2 separate regions of the Gossypium hirsutum genome follow, and region 1 is linked to region 2. The links are chromatin contacts, called in public Hi-C maps. All regions are on one chromosome and are shown on one strand. The core of a region is the stretch at or near the end of the contact, and the rest is flanking DNA. Distances in the headings are between cores, read along the strand shown.

Evidence for each region. Hi-C and Micro-C count contacts between places; a contact is called where the count stands out from the background.
Region 1: a Hi-C map of anther shows a contact between it and region 2, with 4 times the contacts expected there. The contact joins the enhancer-like site here to the promoter of LOC107955684 in region 2. A contact is called at or near these places in 4 of 34 Hi-C or Micro-C datasets (anther and leaf).

What each region holds. Positions count from the first base shown.
Region 1 is chrA07:86,731,932-86,737,313 of Gossypium_hirsutum_v2.1, forward strand. No RefSeq gene overlaps it. Among protein-coding and RNA genes, the nearest start is that of LOC107955641, 7.3 kb to the right of the region's middle. Within about 2 kb of position 1,365, at least 9 of the 9 cell types and tissues checked have an H3K27ac peak or open chromatin away from gene starts, as enhancers often do. A contact at or near this core is called in leaf, where this site is marked.
Region 2 is chrA07:85,893,806-85,899,167 of Gossypium_hirsutum_v2.1, forward strand. It overlaps LOC107955684 (choline-phosphate cytidylyltransferase 1), which reads left to right and starts at 1,417. Exons shown (of 8, transcript XM_041116530.1): 1 at 1,417-1,684; 2 at 1,980-2,093; 3 at 2,616-2,711; 4 at 2,911-2,953; 5 at 3,039-3,194; 6 at 3,270-3,350; 7 at 4,991-5,089; 8 at 5,212-5,362. The coding sequence starts at 1,560.

The DNA of each region.
Region 1 (5,382 bases), core at 115-2,614, 840 kb after region 2:
ATATCCAAATATTTAATTCAACGAAAAATCATACCCAGCACGGTAGGGCACAATTTCCCGAATTCCCAAATATTGAATACTGCCTTATTTCAGAACTTTTGAATAATAAGGAAAATGGGAAATTAGCTCAAAACGATTTAATTTTTCTTGAAATAAAAACGAGACAAGTAATATCAATCAAAATATTAAAATTTGAATCACGATGCAATAATATAGAAAAATCAAAGTTACAAACATGGATTACTATACGAAATATTATACAAGTAAACAAAAAGAACAAATTAACATGCACACAATAGCAATGAGCTCGCATCCAAGAAACTAATTAGAAAGAAATATAACAAGTTTCGGATATAGATGGACAAAAATTTAAATAATAGTGCAAAAGGCTAATAATCAATAAAAAACGATAATACATGAAACAATATGAAAACTAAAGCGACACATAGCATACAAAACAATTTGGAAATAATTTGAAAACTATTAAATATATGAAAATTTACAAAATGAACAACACATGATTTGGTTTGAAATAATGTACATATATAAAAATAAAACTAAGAATATGTAAATGAGTATTAAAATAAATATTGTGAAAGAAGAAATTTGGAGCCAAGAACATAAAAAAACAAATCTATTTAAAGGTGATAATGTACGTGCAATAATAGAAAAAATCAATGTACACAATATATAATGGAAAATAATAAAATAAATGATAAACAATATACATGAAAAAATAACAAACCAATATATAATAAAACAATATATACATGTAAGGATCTTAAATAACAAAGAAATAATAAAATATGTCTTCTAAAGAATAAGCTATATACATAATAAACAGATTTAAAAGCAATTATATAAAATAACATGGAATTAATCAATGTATATAAAATAAAACCAATTTTAATATAAACTAAATATATTAATAATATATATAAGGGTAGTTAAATTAAATATTATACAAAATTTTGAAATAATATAATATATAAAAGGTAATTTTAAAATAATAATTTTGTAATAAAAACAAAATAATTTAAAATGTATAAAAATAAGAAATGAAAAAATGAATTATACAAACTAAAATGGAAAAAACTTAATTGAAATAAAAATCAAACTAGAGGGATAATTAATAAAATAAAATAAAAACTATTGAAATTGAAATAATGACTGAAGCGCAATGCGCACGAATGTCCAGGGATTAAAACTGAAAATATTCCAGATCCCAAAACATGGCGTTTAGGCGTGGATTAAATTGCAAATACGCGCAAATTCTATGACAAATTTGAAATGAAGTAAAGTGGAAATAAGGTCTGCGCGAAGACGAAGGGTGCAATTTGACCATTCGAAGTAAAAGGGCGCGGATCTGGGCCACAAAACGGGTCAGCGCGTAGATCTTCTTCCTCCAGACGGTACCGTTTCATGTTCTGTACAAAACAAGGTAAAAACCCTAAAACTAATAAAAGCAAATCAAAATAAAACAAAAACTAAGGTCTATCCCTTATTCATTCGGTCGGAAACTGGAAACTTCACAACCGCTATTTCGTCTCCATATTCAACAGACGGCGTCAGACAAAAGCTTAATCTGGCCCTATTTGACCGCAAATCCACGAGTTTTTCTAGGCTTTAACTTCAATCCTCATCTAGGCTTCGATTACCATGAAACAAACAAGGATTTTGAAGCTTCCAAAAAAAGTTAAGTCTCTCCCTTTTACTTATTTTTTTGCTTTCATACGTAGTAACAAAGCTTTAAAAAAATAGGAGCTGAATCGAAAAGAAAATAAAATCTAAATCACCTTTTGAAAAGCTACTCTCGAGATGATTTCTTATTCAAACTTTTGTAGATTTGTACTTGTAAAATATGTGTGTGTATTTCTAGAAAAAACCAATCCTATTTACATCATTTTTATTCGGTTTTATAGCCGAAAAAATAAAATAAATAAAAGAAAAAAATACAGATTAAAATACAATTTCATTGCTGTCATTTGCTGTTATTTGTTGTCCACTGCTCCCTTGCTTGTTAGTCTATTGCAGGTGTGTATGGCGTGGAGAAACCGTTCGTGGGCGTGAAACGTGGCGCACGTGGCTGAGGCAATGGCGCGCGTGAAAGCTGGCACCAAGGCAGCAGCGACGCAAGGGGAAAAGGGAACCCTAGGGTTCTGAAAATATCAAACTTTCGGGCCCTAGCTGGTTTTTCATTGGGCCATTATAATTTGATTTGTGTTTTGGGCTAGGGTATTAATTTGGGTATTGGGTTAGTGATTTGAATTTAATGTTTGGGTTTGGTTTGGTTTAAGACTGAAGATTTGTAAACGAACATTGGACTTTTATTTTTTATTATTTTGGTTTTTAATTTATGTTTCTGGGTTTATTGCGGGCCGAGCAAAAATGAGCCATTACATAAATGATACTATCACAAAAGAAATATGTATATGATCTAAATTAATAACTGAAATAACAAAATATGATCAAAAGTTATATTGTTAAGATATTCTTAAAATATAATCAAAAGTTATATTGTTAAGATATCCTCACAATAAGAAAAAAAATCTAAGATGATGGATTATGCGATTGATTCTGTTGAAACATCTTCATTATATTTTAAAGTTGTAGCTGGAGTTCGTCATATTTTCTTGTTGCCTCTGCTACCCTTACTGCTGCCTCTGCTTCCCTTACTACTGCCTCCGTTTTTAAGTTGTAGCTGGAGTTCATCATATTTTCTTTTAGCCTCTGCTTCTCTCGATGCTGCCTCCATTTTAAGTTGAGAAATTTTCTCAATTGTGCTCGCTTGTATATGAGCCATCCAGTCTCTTAACATTGAACTTTAGCTTGAGCCTCCACTTTAAGTTGGGAAATTTTCTCAATTGTGCTAGCTTGCATATGAGTCATCCGGTCTCTTAACATTGAATTTTAACTTGAGCTGATTCACCGAAGGCATGTACTGCTGTGAGCTGGATCCAAAATATTGGGTTGGGCTAATGAAAGATCCTTGAAATTGAACCGACCATACCTTTCAGGACCCAAAACTTCAGTAATAACTCGGTTATCAATGTTGTCCAGATTAACAGAACTATCACTTGAAACCGTAACTTTATACTCCTCTTTTTTATCCTTTAGTTTCTCCTAATAAATCAATTAAGGAGTTAGTAACGAAATATATAATCAAGCAAATGCAACATAACTTGGCATTATTTGCATTACAAACGACGACTTAAACCATTATAATTAAACATGATAAATATTTAAATTAATTCAAATTTTATTAAGTAAATATACCATAATTTTTGCAGCTTCAGTAGTCATAGAAAATCCATCTTTCTTTCTATGTGTAATATCAAAAAGCTGAAGGTGTCCAACTTTTTGACCAAACAACAATTCCTACAATATAGTAGGAAAAATATTATTTAGTAAAAAATAATTAATATTTGACACAAGTAATAAATTCAAAATACCTCGTCATTAGCTACACAAGCAAAACCTTTTCACCTAGCTATGTGCGTGAATTTTTGTTTTTGCCTACTTATAGTTCCAACTCGCTCACGATCCTACATTATGAAATTATTATTATGTATATAGTAAATACTATAAACCGAAATAATTATAAGAGTTTAGAAGTACGTAATACCTCTCATTTCTTTGAATTCCAAAATCTAACTACATCTTCCCATTAGTACCTCAGCATTCTCGGTGGGACATTTTGCAATTTCTCTTCAAGGTTTATATTTTTCTTAAAATATTCCTTTTTTAAAGTGCATTTATGGTCTCTCCATTTCTTTGCTAATGCTTTCTTCACATAATTATCCGAGACCTCTAAAACAAATCTCTCCTGCAAATAACACAAGTTTAAAAAGTAAATATAAATGAAAATTAAACCAAAGTATTATAAATTACATTCACGTTATTACCTTAATATTATCCAGAGCATGATTTTTGTTACTATCAGGCATATGATGCCATGACTCGTAGTTGATTGGCAACAGATTGACATTTCGTGCTATAATGCCCAAGTATCCTGCTAAAACTCGAGCTTCTGATCCAATAGGCTGACCCTGACTGTTTCTGGATACCTTGACATGCTCTACAGAATTTAGATTGTATAAATCCTTTAATAGTGCACGTCCTCGAGTTTTGTGCCTCCCACCATTTTCAGCTAAAAAAATTGAATATGATAACATAAGAATTTGAAACAAAAATCAATAATAAAATTCAACATGCATGTAAATTAAAGTTAACATTAATTTGAATTTCTACAGGTTCGTCAACTGTATTCGGAACATTTGAAGACCCAATAGCAGTCTGTTAATCACTATTTGTTTCTTCCGAATTTGGAGAAATTTGAATAACATTTAGATCTCGCAATCTTCTTCTAGGCATATTATCTGCAATACACATAAAATAGTTGAAATATTAGTAACTAATTACAATAATAATATTAGGCATATTATTTTGGCAAGTTATAAACTAATGCATATTCACCATTACGTAACCAGTTGACACGCGCTCGATGTTCCTAGTACCTCTCTTCTTATCAATTTCCATGTTCAAATACATCTTGGTAAGAACCATTTCTTCGATACAGTATCACCAGGTACATCACAAAACTCACCAAGACATTTTTGAAGAAAGAAGATATTCGCTCTAGATAAGCCACGAATCATTTTCACCCAACTGGACAAGCCTTCGCAAATATGTCGAATCCGTATAGGTACAGGAGCCACTGATCCTTCCCAGAGATGTCCCACTTCATCCTCACAAGTTTCCTCAAGAAGCCAACATGCTTCAAACTGAGGCTTAGCTCTTTTCCGCTCCTGTTGAAAAGCCGTAAAATCTGTATCAAGCACCAACAGAAAATGATTAGAGATAGAATGTACACAATACGAATAATTCGGGAACATGTCTATCCAATCCACCCGAGCAACTTCCCAATCAAGCTTCTCTTGTATATTGTTATGCGTTAACCGAACACATACCCAAGTATACCACTGACCCTCATACCCTAAATCAGTCAACTCCGCATCCTCAAACATAGACCGAAAATCCTCCATAGCTCTTTCAACCCGCAAATGACCCCAATGTTTCTTATTCGAGAATGGAATCTCGTTTAAGTCCCCCATAACCACCTAAGGGACATCAGCTTTAGAGGCTAAATGTCTCAAGAGATCCCAAGGTTGATGATGTCGGCTTTCAATCAAACACCCATAACATTAATATGACTTGTTAAGTAGCTACATAACTGAATTTTATAATGATCCTTCTAACATAAAGCCAGCACCCCTCGCAAGTTATCACTACTAACCTCTATTAGACATGAGAACCCCTAACTCTTACGAATCCTCTCCATTCTTGCACTATACAGCTTTGTCTCAATAAAAAAAGCCACAT
Region 2 (5,362 bases), core at 167-2,666:
AAAGTCTGTTACAGTCAACGATAGAAACTCCAAAGGACTATTTTATGGACAATACATAGCATGCTTTCTTATCATATTCAATAACATTAGCTCTCATGCTACCTACTTTGCAATCACATCCAATGTCCTCAAATAAAAAAAAAATTCTAAGTACATGTAAAACCTAAACATGAAAATTTTTAAAAATTGAACAAAAATTACTAAATATAGAAAACATGCATGAAACATTCCAAAATCCCCCCCACAATAAAATCAAACATTGTCTTCAATATTTAAAAGTATATGGAAAAGGTTGATTGAATCTTAGTTCGACTAGCATTGGCATTGTTGTCAATGTAAGAGGACATGGATTCAAGTGTGTTGAAGCGCATTATCCTCATATTTAAAGGTTAGAGAAGGGTATTTCGATTTAAGCTCGAATCTACAAATAAAGGCAACTACTTCTCCACAAATAATTTGGACAATTTTTGACTCCAAACATGTGGTAAACCTATAAAGATTCAAACAAAACAAAACATAATAAAAATTCTAATTTTAAAAAAAAAATATATAATATCCTAAATAGTTATTACATGCCCCTAAAATAAAAATAAAAGTAGAATTTGATCTCTCCAAAAATTAAAATTAAAAATACTCTTTTGAAGCTTAAGATTATTTTGGGCACAAAACTCCTTCACCATTATTATCCTTCTCAAACAAGGACATATTCGCCAAATCTACCAATATTTTTTCATGATTCTCGTGAAGGTCTGGCTCGTTCCTTTCTCTATCAATTCTCTTTGATACTTCTCACAACATCTTTTCATTATGTAGATAGTAAATTCTCTAATTGTCTTCGATTTTGCGTCTCCATGTTGAACTTTATTCTCACTTTTGGAAGAATAAGTCTCAGATCCTCAATTGAATGTATTATTCTACATGGAGGTTTTGTTTCTCGTACTCCGAGGAGAGCCTGAAGGGTTCACGGAGTATAGAGAACACCTCGATTGATATAGATATGACTTGCAATATCACGGGAAGGTTTCAATATTGTTAGAAATATTAATAATGCAAAATGTGCCTGCCAGAGATAGAACCATCAATAAAGGCTTTTATATCTTACCTTAGCATACCTAAGTAATCTCTATACTCTGTGAGCCATTCGGGCTCTCCTCAAAGTGCAGGAGACAAAATCCTCACATAGGACACATTCCATTGAGGCTTTGAGACTTAATCCTTTCAACATCCACTTTATAAAATGATAATATCATTTGATACATAGCATTTTATGATTAATTGGATATTTTAATCAGTTTTTTAACATTTAAAGGATTAAACTGATAAATTTTTTATAATATTTGAGAATGAAGGGGGTAAAAAAATTTAAACCCAAGTTAATAAAATGATATAAGACTGTATTAAGTCAAGGTTAAATCATAAACGCAAAGAGTAAAAGAGGAAAAGAAATTGAAATCCAATTTATATTATTATTAGTATTATTATTTATTATTATGAGACAGAAGAAATAACAGAACTCCCAATTTCCTTTTCCCTTTTTTCTTAATTCTAGAATCTCCGCCATGAGCAACAACGGTAACAATAGCAACAGTTCCGATCCCGATCGCCCTGTCCGTGTTTACGCCGATGGGATCTACGATCTCTTCCACTTCGGCCACGCTCGCTCCCTCGAACAAGCCAAGAAATCGTCCGTTTTAATCCCTTCTCTCTCTCTCTCTCTCTTTTTTCAATGTTTGATTTTATTACTTTTCTGGGTATCTTTCGAATTTTCCCGTGATTAATGGATTTCTTTCAAAATCTTCATGTTTGGTTATTTTTTATCTGTGTAACTTTTCTGGGTTTTTTTTTTGATGTCAAGTTTTTTAAAATTTTTATTATGTTTGTTTGCATAAAAGATGCTTTTACTTGATGTTGTATATCCACAACTGCATGCTTGGATTGCTTTTTCCCTGATTATGCGATTCAATTTTGTGAGATTTTAGGTTTCCCAATACGTATTTGCTGGTTGGATGTTGCAATGATGAAACAACACACAAGTACAAGGGCAAAACTGTTATGACCGAATCAGAACGTTATGAATCCCTTCGCCATTGCAAGTATAACTCTCAGCCACTCTGTTTATTTTACTGAAATTATAAAAAAAAGATCACCCAGGATGCATATTTGAGGTATAGTTTGGTTGTTGCTTTTGCTACTTGAGTTTTGCTTTTGAGATTTTCAAGAAAATTTTCCTTTCGTTGTAAAAGTAGTAGATTTGAAGAATAAAAATTGTAAAATTTTTGGATTAGGCTTAATTTTACTATTCAACGGAATAATTATGTTAGAATTTGATGTTGTGTTATTTCTTTTCTTTTAATCAATTATTGCTTTTAGGAAGTAAAATCTCGGTAAATTTCCTTTAGCAAAGGCTGCAATCTAGTGGAACCTGAAATATAGATTTACTTAACTTTTTGTTTACACTTTGAAGTAAATCAGTTATCTTCTCTTATAATAAGATTTTTCATTTTTTCTTTGCAAGATGTGAATTAACTTTGTTCCTCAAAATAACTGTTAATTCATTTAGTGAAACCTTAAATATAGATTCACTTTGAATGACTTCGTTATTTATTTTGTTACAGGTGGGTTGATGAAGTCATTCCTGATGCTCCATGGGTGATCGATCAAGAATTTCTGGATAAACACAATATTGACTACGTGGCTCATGATTCACTTCCGTAAGGCTAGACAATTCTTGCTTTGAGATTAAATTATTAATGTTGACTGTGAGGGTGTTAAGAAAATAAATATATAAATAAAAACCCAGGGCCTAATTGTATAAAATTTCCTACTACTTTCTAGTTCCAGATAAATATGTAAATACCCAGCATTAAAATATTCATGTAGTCTTTACACTTTGCCATGAACCGTTTACAGCTATGCTGATGCCAGTGGAGCTGCGAATGATGTGTACGAATTTGTAAGTTTATTGAGACAATCCTGCCCACTTGTTGTATTTGGTGCTTTAAAATTTTGCATTTTATTAAGCAACCTCATGCTCTCAGGTTAAAGCTGCTGGGAAGTTCAAGGAAACAAAACGAACTGATGGGATTTCTACGTCAGATATCATAATGAGAATTGTTAAAGATTATAACCAATACGTGCTGCGTAACTTGGACCGTGGGTATTCTAGGAAAGAGCTTGGAGTTAGCTATGTGAAGGTAAGATCTCTGTCTTGAATGTCTTGTTTTAGTTGAGAATGCTCCTTCCTTGATATTCCTTTTTAATGTCAACAGGAAAAGAGATTGAGAGTGAATATGAGACTGAAGAAACTACAAGAGAAAGTTAAGGAACAACAAGAAAAAGTGGGAGAAAAGGTATGTTCACTCTCATGTGAGGTTGATCTAGTTTAATGATTGTTCCCTTTTTTGTTATGCTTGTATCACATAAGCTGTATGATTGGAAACTATTACACCATGCTCACTTTATAGCGATTTTAGCTTTTTGATTGCACTTGAAGTCTTTTGTCTCAGTTCTTGACAGTTTGTCTATCCGTTATACTTTAGGGATTTTTATCACATATTTTTCCTTTAAATTTGCCTCAAATTTTGGATCATGTGCATAAATAATTGGGGGCTTGAAGTTGTAAACATTTCTTAGAGAAATAACCAAGTAGCAAAATTAGCTTGGTTCTAATGTAGTTATTTGTCATTATAATTGTCATGCTGAATTTCTTTTATGTGGATGTATGTTATATGTTTGTATGAAGTCTAAACTCCCTGAATTTATTCAAGTTAAACTTTTGGAGGAACTATATTAGGAAAATCTCTTGTATCAAACTGAAAAGAAAAAAAGCTTGAACAGTTTTTGTGTGTTTTCATTTGGCTTAATTAACAGCAGTATATCGAAATTATGTTGTCCTCAGGGTACGTTATTCTCCTTATAACCTCAGTATAGAGGTTGAAGTCTTGCATAGCTAAGTAATTTAATATTGACTTGTTTATGCTTTTTCTAGACTTCTACAATTTCATTAATGTAAGATTGTGTAGACACCTTTCATGTGTATGTAACTAGAATAGCATTGTGACCTTTCAGTAAACATTTGTGCATTACATGCATATAACTCATCTCTTCCCCCCTGCCCTTTGTTACAACACCCTGGTACCTCCCCATTTGTCCGCCTGTCATTTTTCCCTCTACCACCCTTTACTTACAAAAGTTGATAAAATGTTTTATAAACTTACACATATGCATACATGGTAATAACCACCCCAAAAAAGAGTCATTTACCATGAAGAACCTGGGTGAAGGGAGGAGCCAGCTTAAGAACTGTTAAACTTAAAATCTGTTCCTTGGGGCAGTGCTGAAAATATCAATTGTTAAATTGATTCATGATTCATATTTGATCAATTCTGCATCATGTTTGTACTTTTATGCATGGTTGCACCTTCATCATGCTGGCTAGAGAAGTTGGATTTAGGTGAATTGACTGTCTGGTTGGAGACTACAGCCATAAGATCAAGATACGAAATCAAGTGCCATCAGAAGTTGAGGTGATAGTATGATGCATGAATTATAGAGGGTTATGGTATTTTGTTCGATTCCAATTTCTTCATTTTCACTGCTTGATCAGTTTGGTCTAGATTTAAATTCTTGTATTTTGCCATGGGTTTATAGTGAGATTTAAATCCTTCAAACTGCAAATTCTTCCTCCACCCCCTGGATTTATGCCCCAGAAGGGATCATTAAAGTTATGAATGTGAGGTTAACTGTTTCTAGTAACAAATTGTATTCAAGTTCTATGAGGTGAGCCATCAGAACACCATTCACCCAGATTCATATATTAGGTTTTGTGTCACGTGTTTCAGTATTTTTTATCTTCTTCTGTTATATGAATCTATATATTACCTACGCATGTAGTTGGCCACGTACTATTTGGCTGGATCTTGAATGCTTAGTTCCACACCTTATCAGAAGTATAATGTAATTCAATAATCTTATCTGTCAATACTTGCAGATACAAATTGTTGCTATGCACCGTAATGAGTGGGTGGAAAATGCTGACCGATGGGTTGCTGGATTCCTTGAGATGTTTGAAGAAGGTTGCCACAAAATGGTGAGCGAACCTAATTATCTAAACATGTAGAAATGACTAGTGCATGCATATAAAAAAGGACAAGTTTCAGGAATACAATCAATGATTATGTTACCTTACTTAGAACCTGGGGTGTTTTTCAGGGCACTGCAATCAGAGATCGAATCCAAGAGCGGTTAAGGGGGCAGCTGCTGCAAAACGGCAAGGGTGATGACGATGATGATGAAGAATATTATTACGATGAAGATTATTATGATGATGAAGACGACGACGACGATGATGAATTCTACTATG